7 separate regions of the Mus musculus genome follow, and all the other regions are linked to region 5. The links are chromatin contacts, called in public HiChIP or PLAC-seq and promoter capture Hi-C maps. All regions are on one chromosome and are shown on one strand. The core of a region is the stretch at or near the end of the contact, and the rest is flanking DNA. Distances in the headings are between cores, read along the strand shown. Region 1 overlaps Srgap3 (SLIT-ROBO Rho GTPase activating protein 3). Region 2 overlaps Srgap3 (SLIT-ROBO Rho GTPase activating protein 3). Region 3 holds the start of Rpusd3 (RNA pseudouridylate synthase domain containing 3). Region 4 overlaps Srgap3 (SLIT-ROBO Rho GTPase activating protein 3). Region 5 holds the start of Thumpd3 (THUMP domain containing 3). Region 6 holds the start of Prrt3 (proline-rich transmembrane protein 3). Region 7 holds the start of Fancd2 (Fanconi anemia, complementation group D2).

Region 1 (3,034 bases), core at 531-3,030, 270 kb after region 5:
TGACATCAAATACCTTCCTCTATTGCACTCTGCCTTCCTGTTTGAGACAGGGTCTGTCTCTGAACCTGTAGTTCATTGGCTAGACTGGCTGTCCATCAAGCCCCCAGGAGTCTCCTGTCTCTGCCCCTCCGCCAGCTCTGGGGTTACAGACCTACATTTAGTTTCCACATGGATGTCAGGGATCCAAACAGGTCTTTATGCACACACAGCCACCACTTCACCCACTGAGCCCTCTCTGCCACCTCTGAGCTGGGGTTTTAAATGCTACATTAACACTGATCCCTGAGTTTCAGTTGTTAAATCTGATAAATACGTCTCATTGCTCATGTTGGCTCTGATAAATTGATAACGGCTGCCCAGGATGCTCTATTGAGGATTCTGAAGCTATATCAAGGCTTAGCTGAAAAGGTGCTGAGATCGGTTAATGATGTCTGCTATGGCCAGAGAGTTTTGAAGGGCAGGACACATCTGTGACTTCTAACTCTCCTTTCTTCTTCAAAAGCTATAATCTTCTTGCTGAATCTCTATATCCATCTATTCCCCAGCACCAGGAAACATTTGCAGAGTTCTTCTATATGCCAGCCACTGTGTCTGATGTTTATCTGCTCTTCCATGGGCCTAACTCTATGATTATAGGATCCGTTAGAAATTACAGACTGGATGGGAACAAAACCCAATAGAACCTGGGTAAACAGGGAAGCATATAAAAGTGTGTGTGTGTGTGTGTGTGTGTGTGTGTGTGTGTGTGTGCATGTCCTGGTATAATTTTTGAAATTGAGGAAGACCCAAAATCCAGACAAAGATGTCATACCAAAATGGGCAATAAATAAAGTTGAATAGACATTTCTTTTTTTAATATTTTATGTCTATGGGTGTTTTGTCAACATGCATATATACACCCCACTTGTATACCTGGTGCCCTCAGAGACTAGAAGAGGATTCATATTCCCTGGAACTGCAGTTATAAGCAGTTGTGAACCACCATGTGGGTGCTGGGAATCAAACCTGGGTCCTCTAGAACAGCCACTGATCTTACCTCTTGAGCCATCTCTTTAACATCTGAATAGACAATCCTTAGGACCCTGTCTAGGTGGTCTGTAAATACAGAGCAGTCTGCGTGGCATCACTAAGGATGAAGGAAATGTAAACAAAAACCATAGCTCAATAGTGCTTCACAAGCCACCAGAAGGACCACGATAACAAAGGCTGGCAGGAAGAAGCAGGGATGCAGATGTGGAAATCAGGGAACCTTGCACCAGTGTCAGGGACAGGTTGTGTATGTGGGTGGTTCTGTCACTGTGGAAAGCCATCTGGTTGCTCTTCAGTGGACCAGGCTACCATGTGTCTCAGTAGCACCTCTCCTGGGTGTCTGCCCCTGGGGCATGAAAACATATTTGTATAAAAATTTGTATGTGAATGTTCACAGTAGCACTGTTCATCATACCCAAAAGATGAAAACTACTTGAATGGAACTCAATCATGAAAAGGAATGAAGTCCTGATACAAGCCACAATGTGGATGAACCCCAAAGTGAAAGAAGCCAGACACAAAAGGCCACATGCTCTACAAAATAACTTATGTAAAATGTCCGGAATAGACACACCGAGAGACACGGGAAGTAGATTGTTGGTAATCTGAGGAATTGGAGGAGAATGAGAGTGTGGCTGCTCACTGGGGCAAGGTTTCTCTCCAGAGGAAGTGCCTGGGTGGAAAGATACTGGCTAAGATTGTAGAGGCTCATTCCTGGTGTAGTCATATGCTAATTAGCAACTTGGCTCCTGGACAAGCCACTTTTCTTCTTGAGTTCTCATTTCCTTGCCTATAAATAGATGAGTTCAGCTAAGATGCCATGACTGTCCTTTTCAATTCTAAAATGAACTCAGTCCAGGAAAGTGGTCTCAAGGTCACAGTGAGTCCCTAGATAGGGTCAAGAGTATCCAGACTGTGTGGATGGGTGTCTCGCTGTTACTGGATGTGAATTCCAGGAGACATATGCTGAATGATCCCCGAGTAAGAGGATCTAGGAGCAAGTCAGAGGAGATGCTGGAGGACAATTTCAAGGTTGGCCATGGAACTGGTATACTCCAAAGCTAAATCTCACAAGGAATGAGGAATGGAAAGGAGCAGCTAGCATGTTTTCTTTAAAGAGACCCTGCCCCAAGACGCCTCAGTCTGAAAGGGCAGTTATCCATTGTGCCTTCTCTTGCTCCTCCCTTCTGGGCTGGCTAAGCATAAAAGTGGCTTTGCCAAGATTCTGGGTGCTCTACCCTGTTTGTCCTTTCATTCAGACCCAGACTTTCTCCTTCTTGTCTGCTTTTTCTCCTCCTCCCCTTCCCCCTCTTCTTAAAAATGATCCAAGACTTGCTTAGTCAGTCTGGTTTGGGTGCCTCAGATCCATGACCCACAAGCAAGACAGGTCACGGCATCGACTTTGTGGAATTCGCTTTCTTGTGTGGATGCTAACCATCAACAAATAAACCAAGAGCTTCTGACAGGACAGAACAGGGGAGCAGAGTAGAGATAAGAGGGATGCATAGCAGACAGGGCCATCATCAGGAGCTTGGTAAGGTCCTGAGTGACATCAAGGAACAGCTTGCTTAGAGGCTTGGGTGTGTGACTCCAGAAAGTCTGAAGGACTCAAAGCAGAAATGCACTTGGTCTCTTGAGGATGGACAAAAGAGGTTGCATGAGAAAAGGCAGATATACAGAGAAGGGGCTGGAATGGTGATCTGGAGTGCTAGCCAGCAGCTAAGTCTTTGGAAGCCCATGGAGGGTACGGAGGGTGGAGTGTCTTACCTACACCCCACTGGTAGAGACCACCTGGAGGTCTGCTGTATGACAAGTGATCAAGTATATTGCTTAGTTCAGGGTCCAACAGCACTGCCTTGGTACAGAAGCATCCCATAACTAGGAGGTGGGACTCATTGCCAGATGGTTCACATGGAAATCATCAATCATTAATGACCCTGATAGGCTGGGCTCTGATGGCTATGTCTTCTCCCTACAGAGGCAGGCCAAGTATTCTGAGAACAAG
Region 2 (3,094 bases), core at 369-2,868, 320 kb after region 5:
CTTAGCAGAGCTGGCCTGTCCTGGTAGTAGCTATGGAGCTAAGCTCCACAGGAAGGGAATCCTAAGCCTATATTGTGATGCAGGAGAGAAGGTTCTCAGCTTGTGCAAAGGCCAAGTGAATGAGAAAGGGGATGCTGTAATAGCAGGCCGACTGGCAGCCCTGGAGTCCACAGACCTCTGACAGCAAGGGCAAGTCACTGGAAGGAGAAGGCTATAGAGGGAAACTGGCAGGGCACCCCTAAAAGCATGGGCCACCTCACAAGAATCCTGTACCGCAGATAGGGAGATAAGGGACTGAAGTGGCCCTTCCTTGCTTGCTTGGCTCTGAACCACCTTGTATGGAGCCATAGGAAACTCAGCATACAGCACCCTATGCTGGGAGACTCAGCACTCAGTATCCCACACCCAGCTTGCAGACTCCAACCCCCATTTCTTCAACCTGTCTCCATCATTGAAAGGGTCTAAAAGAACAAGCTAGTAAAAGATAAAGAAACAGAGATATAGGGGTAGACTACAAGGGAGCCACCTGCTAGCAAGCCTGGCTATGCGAGCATTGTGGTGGGTGTGTGTGGAGGGAAGGTGTTCACCCTGGGCTGCTGGAATAGCCATAGGTGTGTGCAGACAGCTGTGAAGGAGTTCTGGGCATCCCGGTCCTTCCTCAAGAGCATGAGAACCACCTCCAACTCTTGTCTCTCTCCTCCCCAGGGACGATGCCTTCTCCGATAGCCTGAGCCAAAAGGCTGACAGCGAGGCCAGCAGTGGGCCACTGCTGGATGACAAGGCCTCTTCCAAGAATGACCTCCAGTCCCCCACAGAGCACATCTCTGATTACGGCTTTGGGGGGGTGATGGGCCGGTAGGAAACATGGGTTCATTTTTGTTTGTTTGTTTCACTAGTACCCATTTGCTTGTTTGTGTCTGAATTGGGAGAAGCAAGAGGGCAGGAAGGGGAGGAGAAGGCTGTTACAGCACCTTGATCCTACAAGCCACGACCCTGGGAACAGCTGGGTGGGCTGGCTGGAAGGACCCAAAGATTCTCGGGTGTGAGCCACCCAGCTTTGAGGGGGAGGGGAGGGGCATTGAAGAAGGTGGAGGAAGACATATGCTGGGCTCATAGAACTTTTTTATTTTAAATAATAATCATAGGCCAGCCTGACCACATAGTCAGACTGTCTTGAAAATTTAATATGATAGTAGTGAGAGAGAGACACAGAGAGACAGAGACACAGAGAGAGAGACAGAGCAATAAGACTGTCTTGAGTACTAAGAGAGGCAGACGCGCGCGCGCGCGCGCACGCGCGCACACACACACACACACACAGAGAGAGAGAGAGAGAGAGAGAGAGAGAGAGAGAGAGAGAGAGAGAGAAGTTGGCGAGTGCTTTTCTTCCTTTCTCCAGCAGCTCCCGGATCCTTCCAGCTTTCTGCTGGAGGTGATTTGTCATACAACATTTTTAAAGATCTAAAGCTCCCACAGTCCCCCATCCCTGAAACACACCACTTAAACAGAGAGCTCACACCTCCTTTTGTGCCAGTGAAAGTTGATACCCGACTCCGCCCACCTGTTTAGTGGGAGCAGATTTGCCAGTTTCTTCACAGAGGCTGGGCTGCATCACATGACCCTTCTGCCAGCAAGGCGCTGTGCAAGTCCTCCTGGGAACAGGAACAAGAGAGAAAGCTAACAGCCTGTCACTCTGCCTCACCCCCAACCCCGGGTTCTCTTGGAATGTCAAGTCTGTGTGCCCCACCCCCACCCCTGCTGCAGAAGGGTCATGTAATCAACCCAGTCTTTCCAGAGATTGGAAGCCACCTGTGTCAGCATACAATGGGAGCATACTCAAGAATTTATTTTAGTTGAGGTCCTGATGGCTCTTTTTAGAGCTAAGTCTATTCAGTTTGGCTTTGGACACTGCAGGATGATAGAGTCCACAGAGAAGTCAAAGACTGGGGTCCACCGATGAGAATGGCATGGTCCCCTGCTCCTAGGAGGGCCATATCATCTCCTGTCTCTCTCCCCTCTTGCCTCGCTCATCTTTCTTCTTTTCTTTCTCAAAAGCCTCTTCCTCCCCAACACCTATGCTTTGGTCCTATTGGGCCACCTCCAGGCTTGCTTAGCTTTGCTGGGGTCAGAGGGTTTGAATTGCCACCAGTCTCATGGAACTTGGTCCATTCCCAGCATCCCATTCTTCCCTCCCCTCATGAAGACCTCTGTATCTTAGGGGACTTCCATAGGACAGAGCCATCTTTAAGTTATTTTTAAACCCACTCAGATGTGGGCAGGTGAGAGATGATAGTTCATTGATGTAGCTGATTCACCGGATGGACTTGGGAGAATACAGGAAAGCTGTGGCAGACATGGGTCAAAGGCTTGTGCCCTCCCTTCATAAGCAGCTCATACCCTTTTATACCAGTAGAGCACTGGAGGTGGACAAGGTACCCATAGACCAGAAGCATAGTTTAAAATGATGTATTCACTCTTCAACGACTTGGTTTCCATTGGTGGGTGACAACAGTGAACAGGTGTTTTGTTCCTAGAGGTCCCCTCCTGTGCTTACTGTGGCCTTTTGGTACAGTCAAGCCTCAGTGTTTCAAACCAGCTAGAATCTGAAAGGCTTCAAACTATATATGACCAGAGCTGGCCACAGCATTTCCAGTTTGGAATCTTCCTGCCCCGATCTGACCTTAGAATCTACTGACCTTAGGGTCTGCAGTATTGCCATGGCCAGCCTGGCTCCCACTCTCCACATTCCTCCCTGGGTCAGGTTACTCCTCCCCTTTAGGGGAGGTGTCACAGGTCTGAGCCCGCCTTTTATTGCTAAAGTGTTCATTCTGGCTGAATGAGGCTTCACTGTGCTAGCTCCTCTAGATTCCTGTGTAGCTGTAGCATGGGGGTTGGCTGGTACATTCTGAGACTGGCGAGGGTTGACTTCTGCCCCATACTTCCTGCCCCTGGCTCCTTTGCAGAGTGCGACTACGGTCCGACGGAGCAGCCATCCCCAGGCGCCGAAGTGGGGGCGACACACACAGCCCACCCCGGGGCTTGGGTCCCAGCATAGACACGCCACCCCGAGCTGCTGCCTGCCCCAGCAGCCCCC
Region 3 (3,062 bases), core at 228-2,727, 370 kb before region 5:
TCGCACCCCTCTGATTCCCCCACCAGAATCCACAGGCTAGTACTGGAGTCCTTTCAGGAAGGCTCTCAGGCCTGGGAGCTTGGTGACAGATCCTCTTGCTCTTGCCTCGGTGGTGGGATTAAAGGTGTGTGCCACTATACCCCACTGCTTTTTAAAAAGAGACACTTTCGCCAGGCCTGGTGGCACATGCCTTTAATCCCAGCACTTGGGAGGCAGAGGCAGGCGGATTTCTGAGTTCGAAGCCAGTCTAATCTGGTCTACAAAGTGAGTTCCAGAACAGCCAGGGATATACAGAGAAACCCTGTCTCGAAAAACAAAACAAACAAACAAAAAGAGACTTTCTTTTTATTTTCAGTCATTATTTCTATTTCACTGTTTTTATTATGCGCATAAAATTGTTACTATCTTTTGTATTTTTTTTTGAGACAGGGTTATGTAGACCGATACTGGAATTAAAGGTCTGGTCTATTTTATTGCTAATTATGTACATATGTCTGTGTGTTTGGACAGGTGTTAAAGGAGGTTTTGAGTCCAAGGCTGTGGGTGCTGAAAACAACAGGCAATCCTGTTGTTTGTTCTGTTTTGTTTTGTTTTTTTGAGACAGGGTTTCTCTGTATAGCTCTGACTGTCCTGGAACTCATTTTGTAGCCCAGGCTGGCCTCGAACTCAGAAATCCGCCTGCCTCTGCATCCTGAGTGCTGGGATTAAAGGCGTGCACCACCATGCCCGGCAACAACAGGCAATCTTAACCAGTCTCCATTTTGTTTCATTTTACGCCCGTGTATTTTGTTTTTGAGACATACTGGCCAGGGTGGAACTCACAGCTTTCGTTTCTTTTTCTTTCTTTTTCTTTTTAGACTGGTTTTCTTTGTGTAGACCAGGCTTGTCTCAAACTCAGCTAACTACTTGCCTCTGTTCCAGGCATGCGCCACCACACCCAGCCTACCTTGATTTTCTTTTCATAGAGGGGCCTTGCGCATCTCCCAGGCTGGTCTCCAACCCAGTATCTGTGATCTTGTTCTTTGTGACCTACATACACGGTGCTGGGAATTGAACCCAGGACCTTGTGTAGCCTCTCTACCACCTGAGCCACAGCTTTGGGACCTTTTATGTCACAGGCTGTTACAATTTCAGACAGGTGTACTGACCGAAAGGCTGCATACCGGTCTTCACCTTTCTTCTCCCTCGGTTTTACAAGGGAGGGTTTCAGATTAAGGTTCCCCAAAATTGAAACGACAGTCTTCTCGACCCTTTTTATTCTAAGACACGTCCTCTACTTTGAGTAAATAACCCGCCTCGTGCCTCAGTTTTCCCAAAAGCCAGAACCCTAAATGGCACTTTTTCTTCTACAGGGGAGGCAAAGCCCGGATTCTCGCTCGTCTGAGCGCCCTCTGCCTTGATTGACAGCCTGCCTGACCAATCTACGCACGGAGGATGTACGGGAGGTGGGGTTGAGCTGTCCGTGGACACGCATGCGTACTGTGCTTGGTCCCCGGCAATGGGAGCCCTGAGAGTTTTGCGTTATGTCTCTATGATCTGGCGGCCGGAGCTGGGGTCTTGCGCACGGCAGAGGGATGCCGGCTTCGGCACCGAGGCCCGGTGATTATAACACTCCACTTCCGTGTATGGGGAGAGACTAGATCAAGGAGAGGGCAGGCATGAAATTCAGATCAGTACTTGGTTCTAAGCCGGACTATGTTGTGAGACCCGGCACTAGGTCATTGGACCTTTGAGCCTTGGTGCCTCTTTGGTAAAGTCTTGGGGGGTAGGTGGACTCCTGTCTGCTGAGCCCGGGAGTTCTAAGAAGAGGCTGGACTAGGCAGGGTGAGCAAGGGAGGGAGGTACAGGCTTCTACCATGTTTCTCAGGCGTCCGTCTCAACCTCACCGCTCCAGCAAGCACAAGGACCTAGTCGAGGACCAGCCCTTCCCGGGGCTGCTGAGGACGGAGAACCTCGGCCTGGAGGAGCTGGCTCATGTCCTGAGGGCAGCTGTGGTGGATCAGAAAGGTGAGGGGAGCCTGCTGCTCCTGTGCCTCCCCTGTTGCTGCAGGAGCCAGGCCAGCAGTCACATTCTTCCTAGCCTCACCATCACGAGGAGAGGTGTATACCTCACTCCTCCCTGTGTTCTGAGAGCAGCTGTAACAGAAGTTAACTATCAGAAAAAGCTTTGGGGTTAGTTATAGCTGGCCTCTGTAAGCGGCATGCCTCTTGGTTTCATAAGAGGGCTAGATGGCTGCTCTTGCAGAGAGGACCAGCAGTCAGCACCCACATGTTGCTTCACGACTGTATGTTCATGTAGCAGTGAGGGGCTTCACAGTTCTGGGATAAATATGGCCCCTGCCTTGCGAGATCCAGCGTCCTAATGTGAGAATTACTGAGCAATCGCTGCTGGCGTGGTAACCACACTTGTAATTCCAGAACTTGGGAGGTAGAGGCAAGGAGAATCAGGAGTTCAGGACCAGACTTAGCTGTGTAGTGAATTTGAGGCTGACTTGGTGTTTGAGCCCCCCTCCACCCGCAACAGTCAAGGACTGTAGGAGGGGCACACATTATACTGAGGTATGTTGGAGCCAATGGGAATGGAAGCCTGGAACTGCAGGTATGAAGGCTCCGAGGTACAGGGATTAGGAAGTGCTATTTAAAGTGGGGTTGGATTGTATAACCCCCACCCCCAACCCCACCCCCGAGGCTGCATGCAGACATGCTTCCCTGCTTTTGCTGACATCCATGAACTGTTTCAGGACCTCTGGTGACACTGAACAAGCCACAGGGTCTGCCTGTGACAGGTATGGGCATGGGCAGGGAGGAGGGCAAGGCTGGGGTAGAGATGGTTGGATGGCACGCTGGCAGCTTGTCCTCTTCCCTCCCAGGGAGACCAGGAGAGCTGACGCTGCTATCTGTGCTGCCGCAGCTGAGCCAGGCCCTGGGGCTCGAACACCAGGAGCTCCAGGTTGTGCGAGCACCTGGGAAGTAAGTGATAGTGTGGGGTGTATGTTACACCCACTGTAAGTAAAAGTCTTATTCAAATGCCTGATACATGGTAGGCCCTGGACATTGGTGTT
Region 4 (3,011 bases), core at 179-2,678, 290 kb after region 5:
AGAGTATTGCTATAAAACTCAGAGAACTTTATACCAAAGTGGGATGAATTGGGCCGTGTCTTCCTGCCTCCTAATCTGTAAGATGCAGGCAGGACATTGCTCCAGCAGACTATGGGGTCGGGGTGGAGAAGAGCCATAATATATCCCTTGGCCAGGTCTTAGGCTCCCCCAGCCCCAAGAAAGCCCAGGAAATAGATAGATAGATAGATAGATAGATAGATAGATAGATAGATAGATAGATAGATAGATAGATAGATAGATAGAGACAGACAGACAGACAGACAGACAGACAGACAGACAGACAGATTTGAGAGTTCTAGAAAAGTCAGGGCTAAACAGAAAAACCCTATCTCAAAAAAAGAAAAAAAAAAACCAAAAAAACCCAAACCCCTATATATACATATTTTTTTAAACCGTCTGAAATACTGTCTTCTACAATTGCTTTGGCCTAGGGATTGGGAAGTCGAAGTTTGGATGACTAGACCTCCCACTTAGGCATCCTGTCCCAAATTTCAGACCTAGCCAGATATTTTCTGGCTCATTATTGAGCTTGTGGACCTCACTGTCAACCTGAAAGTGGTTTTAAAATGAGTCCCAGAGGCCCCGGATGATCTGTCTCTGCACCTCGGCTGTGTCGACAGTAGATTCTCACAGTCAGAGGCATCTGGGACCCTCGTCCGTGCAGGTTCCCTCAGCCAACTTGCTCTTGCCCTTGTCTAGTTGGCCTCTTTCTCACACTTAAAGCCAGATTTGTGAACGGCCTCAATTCACCGTAGCCCCGCTGTTCTCAAAGCTGTTCAGCAGTTCCTATAGGCAGACCAGATGTGCTAATGGACTTTGAAGAATTGATTAAAAACGGCAAAGTGAGATGCAAACACCAGTTCTTGATCATTATGATTTGAAAGGAGATCAGCTTCCTTAAGCAGGTTGACAAGAGGCCCGAGTCCTTATGTGAAGGGAGATGTCACGACCTATCAGATGCAGCTCAGTTTATATCCAACTTCAGTCAGCTTCCAAGAATCCACAAGCCCTTGAACATCAGTGTTGACACCATTTTGGATACTGACACCCACATCTGTTGGGTTGTTTGGGGGAATTCTTAATCTCTCGCTTTTTGTCGCAGACTAATTCTGAGGCCACGCCTGTGTTGCCAGCATATGCTAATTTTCATCCCAGCTGAAAGGCAGAGAGGGGCCATTGCCATTGTCTCTGGTATCCTTCTCTCCTCTCTGTGGCTTGCTCCTGTTTTCCCTTCTCTCTCTCTTTCCTTTTTTTGTTTTGTTTTGTTTTGTTTTTGCTCTGCAACTGAGCAGCAGAAGAGATGGAAGGCTTAGGCTGCCCCACTTTCCTTGGCTGAGCTGCCCCCCTGCTCCCCACTTTGTGCCCCACCCAGCATTCCAGTAAGTTGATACAGATTTGGTGTCATTCAAAGTTGGGATAGCTACGTTTCCTTGTCAGAGATTCCAGCCACTCCCCAGTGCACCATGGGGTGGGGAAAGAGGCCTTCATTTTCTTTTATACTCTGGACTTGGCAGGAAAAACCTGGGGAAGCATATCCTGCTCCTAGAGCTTTCGACTCTGCCTTTTCAGTGCCTGTGCCAAGATCCCCATTCTTGCCGGCCTCGAGAGATGGATAGACAGTTAGCAAGATCCCTCTCTCTACTTCATACCTGTGATGGAGCTTCCAGTAGGAAGAACTGCATTCCACTCCACTCCCGGCTCTTGATAGATCCCATCTGCGTAGCCACTGGCAAATTTCTTAATTTCCTGTGGGCTCCTTGGCCTCCCAGACTTGCGAGGGGGTTAATCATGCAATGTGGGAGAAGTGTCTCCAGAGCCCACAGTACTAGGAAAACAAAAATGGTGGCATTGCCATCCTCCTTATTCTTCATCCCTAAATTTGGATCCTGTGGCTTTGTGTCATATTTTTTTTTTCTCTTGGCTTTTACATTTGAAAATTCAAAAGCAGAGAGCCACTATATGAGATTCCCCCTCCCTGTTTTCACACATTCTCAAAAAAGATGTAGTATTTTTTTACAAAAAGGAAATGACATGGACTTAGCTAACCAAATTCACATCCGTCCGAGATGGGCTGGAGATAATCCTGCCAGCTGTTTCTCCTCAGAGTTTGGATTGTGCTGTTCTTTTGGTGCCCTTGATTGGGTGGCATGCTGTTTGGACTTTGCCCGTTTGCCCATGCATGTCCTGGAGCTAGCAGCCTTTGCTCAACACTTAGAAACATTCTGGAGGACTTGGCTAGAGTGTCCTGTATGGCTGGGCTGCTGAAGGACATGGGCACAGGAAGCCCAAGGGAGAGAGGCAGGGCAAGCCTCCTTCGTGTTGGTTGGTTCCACAGTCCATATAATTCTTGCCTGTGTGGGCTGAGGATATACTTTAGTTGGTAGAATGCTTGCTTAGCATGCACGAGGCCATGAGTTCAGTTGCTAACACCACATTAAACCCAGTGCAAAGGTGCATGCCTATAATCCCAGCACTGAAAGGATGGAGGCAGGAGGATCAGGAGTATGACGTCATACTCGGCTACATAGCAAGCTTGAGGCCACCCTGGACTTTATGAGATCCTGTCTCAGAAACAAACAGAAGATTCTTGCCAATACACAGAAGTCAATCAAGACTTGGAGAAGGGGCAAGTCTTTGCTTCTCATATATGCCCGTTATCTGCCTGGCTGAATATACACTCATTGTTCCCATAGCTTGAGCCAAACCATTTGAAAGTAAGCTGCCTCATTTGGGAAGGGTGCTTCCTCCAAACTTTCTAAAATCCCTTTCCCTGAAGGTCCCCAGTGTTGAGTCGGGCCAGTTTGTGTAAGGAAATGAGCAAAGAAGCCAGTCCAGGCCCATGCATGGCGAGCAATTGTGGACACGGGTCTGGTGTCTGTGGCCATTTCATTGCTCCTGGTGGACTGTGGTATCAGGACTCCCCTCCCTGTGGCTGACAGCAGAACCCAGGGAATGGAGATCCGAAAGCAAAGCAAGACACTTTCAACCTG
Region 5 (2,700 bases), core at 123-2,622:
TAGATCTTTCCGCGGTCTTTGCTGATTCTGCAGGCCGACTTCAGTTTCTCTCTCACTTCCCCCGCAGCCGTTTGTTCAAAGCCAGTGGGTACAGTGGCTCCAATAGTGACTTGGAGATGCTCCGACTCACTTCTGACGCCGCTTTCTACCAGCGACACAGGCTCTTTGTTGCCATCAAGGTTCATACCCAGGCACTCTCTGGTAGCTTCTTGAGTGTCACAAGACATGATGGAGATGTTTCTAAAAGGACCAACAGTCTCTAGAGGCAATACAGGGAAGAAAAAGGGAAACAATGCCATCTCTTTTTGTATTTCAATGTACCTATCGAGTTAAAACTGTAGTATAAATAAGGGCACGGATTACAGGCAGTGAAACGTGACTAAACAAGCAATATGCAGGCTCATCAGGAGAAAAGACAAGAGTGTTTCCACTGCATGCAGTGCTTGGCTTAGGCTCATCTGTGTTGGTAAGCACCATCTTACATTTGCTAACATGAATAGAGAAGCTCCTCTGTTGCTCTTTCAGCTTAGCACTTCAGGATGTGAGGCTGTAGTGGTTCAGAGTTAAAAATTCTTGCTTCCCACACTCGCGGGTCCAGGAAGCAAGTTACTCCTGCCTAGTTTCGAACTGGAAACTAAATATATCTCTCTTTCCCAAAGACAGAAGATTTTAACGAGAACAACACAATTCTGGACTAATGATCAAAACTTTTAATGTATGGGTGAGGTATCTACTTTCCGCCATGTAGACAAGTGGGCAGTGAATTTATTAAAGATTAACTCAACTTCCACTATCTAAACAATTACAAATATCTGAAAGCCTACTATGTGGTGACGCCGAGATCCAATGACGCGCATGCTGGGGACACCTTGGAAATGTCTGAAGCTAGTAATACAGACGTCCTGTGGGAGTGTTTGTGGAGGTTGAAGGGGCTGGAGTGGTGTTACCGTGATGGAGGGCCCACACCTCCCACCAGCTTTTCAAAAGCGCCGTGGCTTAAGCTAACATCTTCCTTGTCCCTAATGCTGTGCCAACCAAGAACAGGCCACAGAGGTGAACGCGGTTCCACCGTGTCACCGTTCGCCACTGTGAACACAACTCCTACGGACAGTGTGGAGAGCAGAAGGGCTGTTCGGACCGAAGGGCAGTGGCTCTCTCACTCCCACCCTCTGCGAAGCCCAGCGAGAGTCCAGACGCTCAGCCCCAGCACCGACCTATACGAAGCCACCGCCGTCTTCCCCTGCGTCCCACCCACCCGGCCACTCCCAGCCGCGGCCAGTTACCGGCAGCAAGCACAGACCCTTCCGGTCTCCGCACCGCGAGCACGCCGCCGGAAGCCGAGGTGCCAGCCCGGAAACGGAAGTCAGGCCTCGGAGGGCACGGTGCTCCCACGCTCCGGGGTAGGCGGGGGAGTGTGCGCGGAGAGCTGTGCGCAGTTGGGTGCACTCTGACCCGGAAGAGGAAGAACGGCCGGTAGGCCGGTCACCTGCCCGGAGGGAACCACTGCGGAGGGCGCTCTCCTAGCGAGCGGATGCTCGGTTGTTCTACTTCCTCTGCCCTCAGTGTCGAGCACTGGGGTGAGACTGGGACTTGATTCCAGTCTTAAAGCCAGAGAAACCGAGGCTAAAGAGATTCTTCTCCCCCATTCCCGTCTTGCACAACACTCTTTACTTGGAATTTCTTTTTGAGATTGGAGTCTCACTATGTAGCCCTGACTGGCCTGCTCGTTTTGTCGATCGTTCTGTCCTGGAAATCACAGATATCCGCTGTCTCTGCCTCCGGGATGCTAGGACTACAGGTGTGCGCCACCATACCCGGCTTGGATTCTGCAGGGACCGGCAAGCTGTGCTGTAACTAGAGTATAGCCCCTAGCCTAGCCTGCGGTTTTCAGATCATGTTTCTCTATATATGCCAAAGGTTACATTTCCTATATTTTAGTTACATGTATTTCCTGTGTGTGTGGAGGGAGCTTGTGTGCCACACCTGAGGTCAGAGGACAACTTGGCAGAAGTTGCTTCTCTTCCACCACGTGGGTTCCAGTGATCCAGCTCAGCTAATCAGGATGGGTAGCAAGAGCCTTTACCCTCTAAGACGTCTCACCAGCCCCAAATGTAACATTTTAAAAGAGGAAACTTAGAACTCAACAGAAAGAGACAGCCGGATTTTGGGGGGGGGGGGGGAGCGATGGTGGAGAGATGGCTCAGTGATTAAGGCTTGCTTTTCCAGAGAATTCAAATTTGGTACCCAGCACCCACCCACCTCTGGCCGCTCTCAATACCTGTAACTTCAGGGGCTCTGACAGCCAAGTCTGGCTCCAAGGGCATTATGACACTGCATTGCAATCTCTCTCTCTGCCTCTCCCCTCATCCTCACCAATAAATAAATAAATAAATAATAAAAATTGTTTAAAGTTTCAGTGGTGGCAGCAGCAGCTGAGGCATGGAGCCACACTGTCCTTGTCAGCACGGACAATGAGAAAGGTAAAAACCGGATCCTTGCCTTGGATGCATCAAAGAGTTTAGGAGCAGCCAGTATCGTAGAAAGCGGCGTTGTAGTTTAGTAAAAAATAAAAAAGGGGTCTGACAAACGGCCCAGCATGTAAAAGGTGTCTGCCATCAAGCCTGGCCATCTGCATTCTATCCCCAGGACCCACACTGTGGAAGGAGAGAACAAACTCCATGGGTTGCCCCCTGACTTCCA
Region 6 (2,951 bases), core at 62-2,561, 460 kb before region 5:
ACAAACAAAAGGAAAGAAATTAGATTCAAGGATCTCTCTTTTCTCTATCCTTCTTTCTGTCTCTAGTGATAGGGGGTGAAACTGGGGGTGGGAGGATAAAGTGCGGGGGATGGGGGTGGGAGAAGAACCCAGAAAGTACCTAAGGTCAGCTACAGTTCAGCCTTCTCCATTTCTCCCGCTAGTGTTAGAGGCTGAAGATAAAGAAGGTATTTGTGGTGATTTGAATAACAATGGCTCCCATAAGCTCATATAGTTGAATACTTAGCCATCAGGGAGTGGCCCTATTTTGAAAAGATTAGAAGGATTAGAAAGTGTGGCCTTAACAGAAGCTGTGTGTCAAATGGGGAAGGCTTTGAGGTTTCAAAAGCCCATGCCAGGCCTAGTCTGTCTGTCTGTCTGTCTCTCTGTGTGTGTGTGTTTCTATTGATCAGTATGTAGCTCTCAGCTACTGTTCCAGTGCCTGCCAACATGATGATAAGGGACTAAACCACTGAAGTTGTAAGCAAGCACCCAATTAAATACTTTCTCTTATAGCAGTTGCTTTGGTCACGGTGTCTCTTCATAACAATAGAACAGTGACTCAGGTAGTATTGTATCCAGTCACAAAGGCCAGAAGAAATTACATGATCGGCTAACCACATGCTGAAAATCACCACATCGGAGACCAGAAAGAAGTAGACCTAGGGCTGGCAAGCTGCTTCTGCAGGTAAAGAAGATCTGAGTTTGGTCCCCAGGATACACAAGGCAGAAGGAGAAAACTGACTCCACAGACATGATGTGGTATGCCACAGGCCACACAAATACAAACACACACACACACACACACACACCAAAATAACAACAACAACAATAATAGAAAAGAAGGAGGGTGAGGAGAAAGAAGAAGAAAAGAAGAAAAAAGAAAGAAGTAGATCTTCGAAAATGTGTCAGAATATATTGTAAAATGATGAGGAGAAAGGCAAGTTACAAGAGCAATTAAGAAAGCGTGGGCTCATTTTTATTTAATATGCTCTGGGAAAAGCCTGGAAGATATGCCAGGCTGTATGTATGATCTACCTATGCCTGTATGAATCCAGAGAAAGTGAGCTCCCAGTCCCCGCAGGTATGCAAATAAAGCGGGCTGTAGCTAGAAGGAACACTGCAGAACCCCACAGGGCTCTGACACCATCTGGGCTGTGCTGCTTGTGAGAAAGGGGCGGTGAGGAGCAGCGAACAGAGACCGTTCCCAAAGGAAAGGGTTAAGTATCCCGCGCTCCTGTGGGCGGGCTTGACGAGGAGATCGGCAGAGCCGGGCTCTGCTGGCCAAGCCTGAGCATCTCGGAGGATGCGCCTCCGGGAGCGGCTGCAGGGACGCGCGCAAGGTGAACGCATGGCTGCGGATGCAGCGCGCAGGTGAGGAGCTGGCCGAGGGAAGGGGAGATGGCGGGACCCAAGAAGGCAAGGAGCAAGGCTTACAGCCCCTTCGCGGGCATGGGCCTGCACGGTGCCAAACCCCACCCGGGACACTGCGGGAAGGCATGGAGCCAGGGAGAGAGAAGCTGGAGAAGGAGGAAGAGAGGTAACCCGAGATGGACCAGCTTCTGCAGGCTGTCCTGCAGAGGCCCTCACCCTGCTCCCCCCACCCCCTAGTCTCTGCGGCTGATTGATCTCATCTCCCCTCAGAACTGTCCAGCCATGGGGACCCTAATGCTAGGCAAGCTCCTGCCTGGACTGCGGGTGCCCACATCTCTTGCATCGGGGGTGGTAGGCAGATGGCATGTTATTCACTGAAGGCCCAGCTCAGCCATCTCCTCCTCTGCAAAGTCTACAGAGCTGTACGGGCTTCAGTATCTCTAGTATGTGTTTTCAGCTGGCTGTGCGACCTTGGACAAGTTGCTCAACCTCTCTGACTCTTGGTTGCCCACTCTCCTTTCCTGTGTGATGGGTACTTGCACCTGCTGTATGGGAAGGTTTAGAACAGAGGCCTAACTAAGCAAAGAGCTCAACACAGGGTATTATTATAACCTATATCCATATCAGGGGCCCCAAGTCCTTCCTTCGCACACCTCATCCCCAGCCTCAGAACTGAGGACTTTATGGGTCCCCAGACCCCAGCCTGGCCTATGAGCAGAACCTGGGGCTTAATAGATGTTTGAGAGAGGGCTTACCAAGACTTAAAGGCTGTCTGAATTAACGCTGTGACTGGACCCAAGAGGTCTTTGAATCCCCTGAAACTTCCCACAACCTCTGATGAGCCTAGGGGTACTCCTCGGAAGAGTCTCTGGGGTTACCTCTAACTTCTCCTAGTGTCTGAGCCACCAAAGGTGGCTGTGTCCAAGAGGAAAAGGACACAGCACCTGCCCCTAACACAGCTGGCCCTCAGCTGGCTGGCCACTGCTGATCCCTCCTACCTCCCTGGCCTACTTAAGGATGGACTTAGGAATAGGGACCTCTTGGGAATATATCTACCTGGGCCCGGATTGTACAGGGGCTGGAGGTGTAAAGGAAAAAGACAGGAGCCCCAGGCCAGCGGCAGACAGGAGATGATATACAAGGGAGCTTTGCTCCGGATAGGGAGAGCCAGGAACAGAAGGCATCCCTGGAGAGGAGTGTCTAGGCTAATACGAACTACCCTCCAATTGTCCCTGGACATGATGCCGACCTCTTTCCCTTTAAAAAACACTGCTTCTCAGACCGCCTCCTGTCGGAGCTCTCCAATCCACGTGATGGTTCACAGGAGCCCTTGCTGACTAGCCCCTGCCTGCTGACCACCAGCCACCCCAAAAGAGGTGTTCTGAACTCACTGAGTTCACGCCTGCTCCTGAGTCTTTGTATATGCTATTGCCGCTGCCAAAGGCTTTCCCCTCAGAGCGTCAAATGCTTGGCTCTCTTACCATTCTGCCTTTGCTTAAGTGTCTCTCTCCTCAGACAGGCTCTCCTGGCACCCCTGTGGAGACTCTCCTCTGTTATCA
Region 7 (2,806 bases), core at 101-2,600, 490 kb before region 5:
ATGAGCCACTATGTGGGTGCTGGGAAAGGAGCCGAGATTCTCTGCAGAGCAGCAAGTGTTCTTAACCACTGAGCTATTTTTCTAGTACGTATTTATTTTTAAGACAGGATTCCACCATGTAAATTGGACTGGCTGGTCTACATAGTTACCAGTTACATTCTAGGCCAGCTTCAGATATACAGTGAGGCCCTATCTCAATAACCAACAAACAAACAACCTTGTCTTATATGCTCTAATTATAATCTACATATTTCTCACATGCTAACTTAAGAAAGATACCATTACTAGTCTCCTAATCAGGGGAAGGGCTGAGGTTCTAACTCTAAAAAGTCTGGTTCCAGAATCTGTACTCCTTGTTTTGTTCATTTATTTTTGGTTCTTAGACAGGCCAGAATCTGTGGGTTTTGTCTTACTTTCAACTTCTAGGGTCTTGTGTAGCTGTTTGGTCTTGAACTCATACATAGCCAAAGGCAACTTCTCCTGCCTCCACCTCCTAAAAGCCAAGACTATGGGCTATTATTATTATTACTGTTTTTTATTTGGTTGGTTTTGTTTTTTTGTTTTGCTTTCTTTTGTTTGAGACAGGGTTTCTCTCACTCTGAGGACTGGCTGACCTTGATCGAACTCAGAGATCCAACTTCCTCTGTCTCTCAAGTGACACCACCACCCAGCTTCTCTCTCTCTCTCTTTATTTTTCTGTGTATACAATGTTCTGTCTGCACATCAGAAAAGGGTATCAGATTTCATTATACATGGTTATGAGCCACCATGTGGTTAAGGGGAATTGAACTCAGGACCTTTGGAGAAGCAGCCAGTGCTCTTAACCTCCAAACCATCTCTCCAGACTAGGGCAATGGTTTCTATTAAGGATTAACGTTCCTGGGCTGGTGAGACAGCTCTGGGATTAAGAGCGTTTACTGCTCTTGCAGAGGACCCAGGTTCAGTTCCCATTCAAACATGCGGCTCAAAACTGCCTGTAACTCCAGTTCTAGGGAATCCTGCGCCCCTTCGGGTTCCTATATGCATGTGGTGCACATAAACACAGAAGGTCAAATCATACATATACATTAAATAAGTCTTGCCAAAAAAAAAAAAAAAAAAGCCTCAAAAACTAAAAACAGGTTCAAATTTCTTATTATACGAGATTTCTTATTATGCGTTTCCTACAATAATATGTAATCACTGACAGCCACTTTTCAGAGGGAAACACTAGAACAAGTCAGGGCCGTCTGACTTCGGAGAGATACCATCTCGCTCCCAGGAAAGCCTAAAAAGCCACTAACCTGGGGACCCGCCAGTTGCTTCCCTTCGTTTTCGACTTTCCCGCTAGAAGAACGGCGCTCTGACGCCATCAAAGCCGCGCCGTGGCGTGACGTTACTCGCCCGCACCGGAAGTTGACGGCCTGGCGGCCCAGCTGGAAACAGTGCGCGGAGAAAGCTAGGCTGCCCCAGATTCCACGCCAGCCAGACTGAGGGGCGGGTGAAGGCCCGGAGCCGAAAGCCGGGAGGAACCCAACTCCTCCCGACCCGCAGCGAACTCTCAGCGAAGATGGCGGGGCCCGAGCTGCTGCTTGACTCCAACATCCGCCTCTGGGTGGTCCTGCCCATCGTTATCATCACTTTCTTCGTGGGCATGATCCGCCACTACGTGTCAATCCTACTGCAGAGCGACAAGAAGCTCACCCAGGAACAAGTGTCTGACAGGTCAGTACCCTCACCCTATCCTGCTGACCTCACTCCCGGGTGACCTTGGTCAAGAAAGTGCAGGGATTGATTGTATCACTTTAACTGAGTTTTCATCGCGCCCCTACGGGTTGACCTTGGCGGTTAGCTGTGTTTCATTTTTGTCAGTAAAATGGGAATAATCTCAGTACCTACCTAATAGAGAGAGCAGGCATGTAGATGTTAGATTGGATGATACCTAAAAGCCTTTAGCCCAGGGCCTTGCATGTACTAAGTGTTTAAGAAAACGTTCTTAATATTGTTAGGCTAGTTGCCAACCGTCAGTGAGGTTCTCTCTGAACTATCCTGCTCCATTCCGTTATTAAGAGTACCCACTGAGAGTCAGATGCAATATTCCCTTGAGTCCTGCTAACATCCAGGCAAGTGAATTTCATAATCTACACTACCAAAGAACTGTAGTGATCTGCTGAGATGCTAAGGTATAAAGTGCCTCCAAAGCTTGGAGACTACCACAGAGACGTGTGAGGAGTTGCGATGGACCATTCCACCTGCCTCCTCTCCTCACTTGCCTTCTTACAGTGCTTTTCTGTGGGAGACAGAACTTTGACATAACTTCAGCCACTTCACATTAAAATCAGTAACAGTTTTCAATCACTTATTCTAGTCATTTTCAGAGACTAGCTGAAGACAGTGCTGCTGGTTCCTTGACTTGTCCAGATCACATAGGAATCACTTTAATGAAGAGAAACGTTTCAAACGTTTCTGCAGAGAACAGAAAACAAAAACCAAAACAAAACAAAAACCTCATTTTGCCGGGCGTGGTGGCACACACCTTTAATCCCAGCACTTGGGAGGCAGAGGCAGGTGGATTTCTGAGTTCAAGGCCAGCCTGGTCTACAGAGTGAGTTCCAGGACAGCCAGAGCTATACAGAGGAACCCTGTCTCGAAAAACCAAAAAAAAAGAAGAAGAAGAAAAAAAAAAAAAAAACCTCATTTTATCGTATTTAAAAGTTACTTTCTTTTTGTGGCAAGTAATACTGGATTTCCATTTGCTGGTGATTTAAAGATCACCTTAAATTAAAAACACTTTAAAAAAAAAAAGATTTATTTTATGTATGTGAGC

What was found. Promoter capture Hi-C pulls out the DNA fragments that hold promoters and counts their contacts. HiChIP or PLAC-seq counts read pairs in DNA pulled down with a chosen protein or histone mark. Capture Hi-C pulls out chosen DNA fragments and counts their contacts.
Region 1: an H3K4me3 HiChIP or PLAC-seq map of bone marrow-derived macrophages shows a contact between it and region 5, with 2.8 times the contacts expected there. The contact joins the enhancer-like site here to the promoter of Thumpd3 in region 5. A contact is called at or near these places in 4 of 39 promoter capture datasets (the 3T3-L1 cell line, 3T3-L1-derived adipocytes, the C10 cell line and 1 more), 3 of 115 datasets of contacts at active chromatin or transcription factors (bone marrow-derived macrophages and embryonic stem cells) and 1 of 9 other capture datasets (liver).
Region 2: a contact with region 5 is called in an H3K4me3 HiChIP or PLAC-seq map of bone marrow-derived macrophages, with 2.7 times the contacts expected there. The contact joins the enhancer-like site here to the promoter of Thumpd3 in region 5. A contact is called at or near these places in 9 of 39 promoter capture datasets (the 3T3-L1 cell line, the C10 cell line, cranial neural crest and 6 more), 1 of 15 datasets of contacts at CTCF or cohesin (pro-B cells), 23 of 115 datasets of contacts at active chromatin or transcription factors (the 230-238 cell line, T-cell acute lymphoblastic leukemia, bone marrow-derived macrophages and 11 more) and 1 of 9 other capture datasets (adipose tissue).
Region 3: a promoter capture Hi-C map of liver shows a contact between it and region 5, with 3 times the contacts expected there. The contact joins the promoter of Rpusd3 here to the promoter of Thumpd3 in region 5. A contact is called at or near these places in 4 of 39 promoter capture datasets (the 3T3-L1 cell line, the C10 cell line, cranial neural crest and 1 more), 5 of 484 Hi-C or Micro-C datasets (CD4 T cells, the G1E-ER4 cell line, natural killer cells and 1 more), 11 of 115 datasets of contacts at active chromatin or transcription factors (the SCID.adh cell line, bone marrow-derived macrophages, cardiomyocytes and 8 more) and 3 of 9 other capture datasets (adipose tissue, liver and pancreatic islet).
Region 4: a contact with region 5 is called in an H3K27ac HiChIP or PLAC-seq map of embryonic stem cells, with 6 read pairs. The contact joins the enhancer-like site here to the promoter of Thumpd3 in region 5. A contact is called at or near these places in 5 of 39 promoter capture datasets (the 3T3-L1 cell line, the C10 cell line, cranial neural crest and 2 more), 9 of 115 datasets of contacts at active chromatin or transcription factors (bone marrow-derived macrophages, embryonic basal ganglia, embryonic forebrain and 3 more) and 3 of 9 other capture datasets (adipose tissue, embryonic stem cells and liver).
Region 6: a promoter capture Hi-C map of adipose tissue shows a contact between it and region 5, with 4 times the contacts expected there. The contact joins the promoter of Prrt3 here to the promoter of Thumpd3 in region 5. A contact is called at or near these places in 2 of 39 promoter capture datasets (the C10 cell line and cranial neural crest), 1 of 484 Hi-C or Micro-C datasets (CD4 T cells), 4 of 115 datasets of contacts at active chromatin or transcription factors (the SCID.adh cell line, embryonic stem cells, pancreatic cancer cells and 1 more) and 2 of 9 other capture datasets (adipose tissue and liver).
Region 7: a promoter capture Hi-C map of pre-B cells shows a contact between it and region 5, with 4 times the contacts expected there. The contact joins the promoter of Fancd2 here to the promoter of Thumpd3 in region 5. A contact is called at or near these places in 8 of 39 promoter capture datasets (the 3T3-L1 cell line, the C10 cell line, cranial neural crest and 5 more), 2 of 484 Hi-C or Micro-C datasets (CD4 T cells and cardiomyocytes), 2 of 115 datasets of contacts at active chromatin or transcription factors (embryonic stem cells and large pre-B cells) and 1 of 9 other capture datasets (liver).

Annotation. Positions count from the first base shown.
Region 1 is chr6:112,777,122-112,780,155 of GRCm38.p6, reverse strand. Srgap3 (SLIT-ROBO Rho GTPase activating protein 3) reads left to right here. Exons shown (of 22, transcript NM_080448.4): 6 at 3,008-3,034. Among named protein-coding and RNA genes, the nearest start is that of Gm26799, 79 kb to the right of the region's middle. Within about 2 kb of position 1,780, at least 32 of the 459 cell types and tissues checked have an H3K27ac peak or open chromatin away from gene starts, as enhancers often do. A contact at or near this core is called in bone marrow-derived macrophages and embryonic stem cells, where this site is marked.
Region 2 is chr6:112,727,410-112,730,503 of GRCm38.p6, reverse strand. It overlaps Srgap3 (SLIT-ROBO Rho GTPase activating protein 3), which reads left to right. Exons shown (of 22, transcript NM_080448.4): 20 at 706-855; 21 at 2,964-3,094. Among named protein-coding and RNA genes, the nearest start is that of Gm26799, 29 kb to the right of the region's middle. Within about 2 kb of position 1,618, at least 127 of the 459 cell types and tissues checked have an H3K27ac peak or open chromatin away from gene starts, as enhancers often do. A contact at or near this core is called in the 230-238 cell line, bone marrow-derived macrophages, differentiating embryonic stem cells and 6 more, where this site is marked.
Region 3 is chr6:113,417,755-113,420,816 of GRCm38.p6, reverse strand. Rpusd3 (RNA pseudouridylate synthase domain containing 3) reads left to right here and starts at 1,477. Exons shown (of 9, transcript NM_001033204.1): 1 at 1,477-1,599; 2 at 1,868-2,007; 3 at 2,742-2,786; 4 at 2,871-2,970. The coding sequence starts at 1,499.
Region 4 is chr6:112,755,543-112,758,553 of GRCm38.p6, reverse strand. All of the region lies in intron 11 of Srgap3 (SLIT-ROBO Rho GTPase activating protein 3), which reads left to right. Among named protein-coding and RNA genes, the nearest start is that of Gm26799, 57 kb to the right of the region's middle. Within about 2 kb of position 1,428, at least 8 of the 459 cell types and tissues checked have an H3K27ac peak or open chromatin away from gene starts, as enhancers often do. A contact at or near this core is called in embryonic stem cells, where this site is marked.
Region 5 is chr6:113,044,974-113,047,673 of GRCm38.p6, reverse strand. It overlaps Thumpd3 (THUMP domain containing 3), which reads right to left and starts at 1,372. Exons shown (of 10, transcript NM_008188.3): 1 at 1,284-1,372; 2 at 1-259. The coding sequence starts at 227. Gm43868 (predicted gene, 43868) reads left to right here and starts at 1,503. Exons shown (of 1, transcript NR_164179.1): 1 at 1,503-2,700.
Region 6 is chr6:113,500,291-113,503,241 of GRCm38.p6, reverse strand. Prrt3 (proline-rich transmembrane protein 3) reads left to right here and starts at 1,311. Exons shown (of 4, transcript NM_001289700.1): 1 at 1,311-1,392.
Region 7 is chr6:113,530,226-113,533,031 of GRCm38.p6, reverse strand. Fancd2 (Fanconi anemia, complementation group D2) reads right to left here and starts at 1,350. Exons shown (of 44, transcript NM_001033244.3): 1 at 1,284-1,350. Emc3 (ER membrane protein complex subunit 3) reads left to right here and starts at 1,394. Exons shown (of 8, transcript NM_175101.3): 1 at 1,394-1,704. The coding sequence starts at 1,550.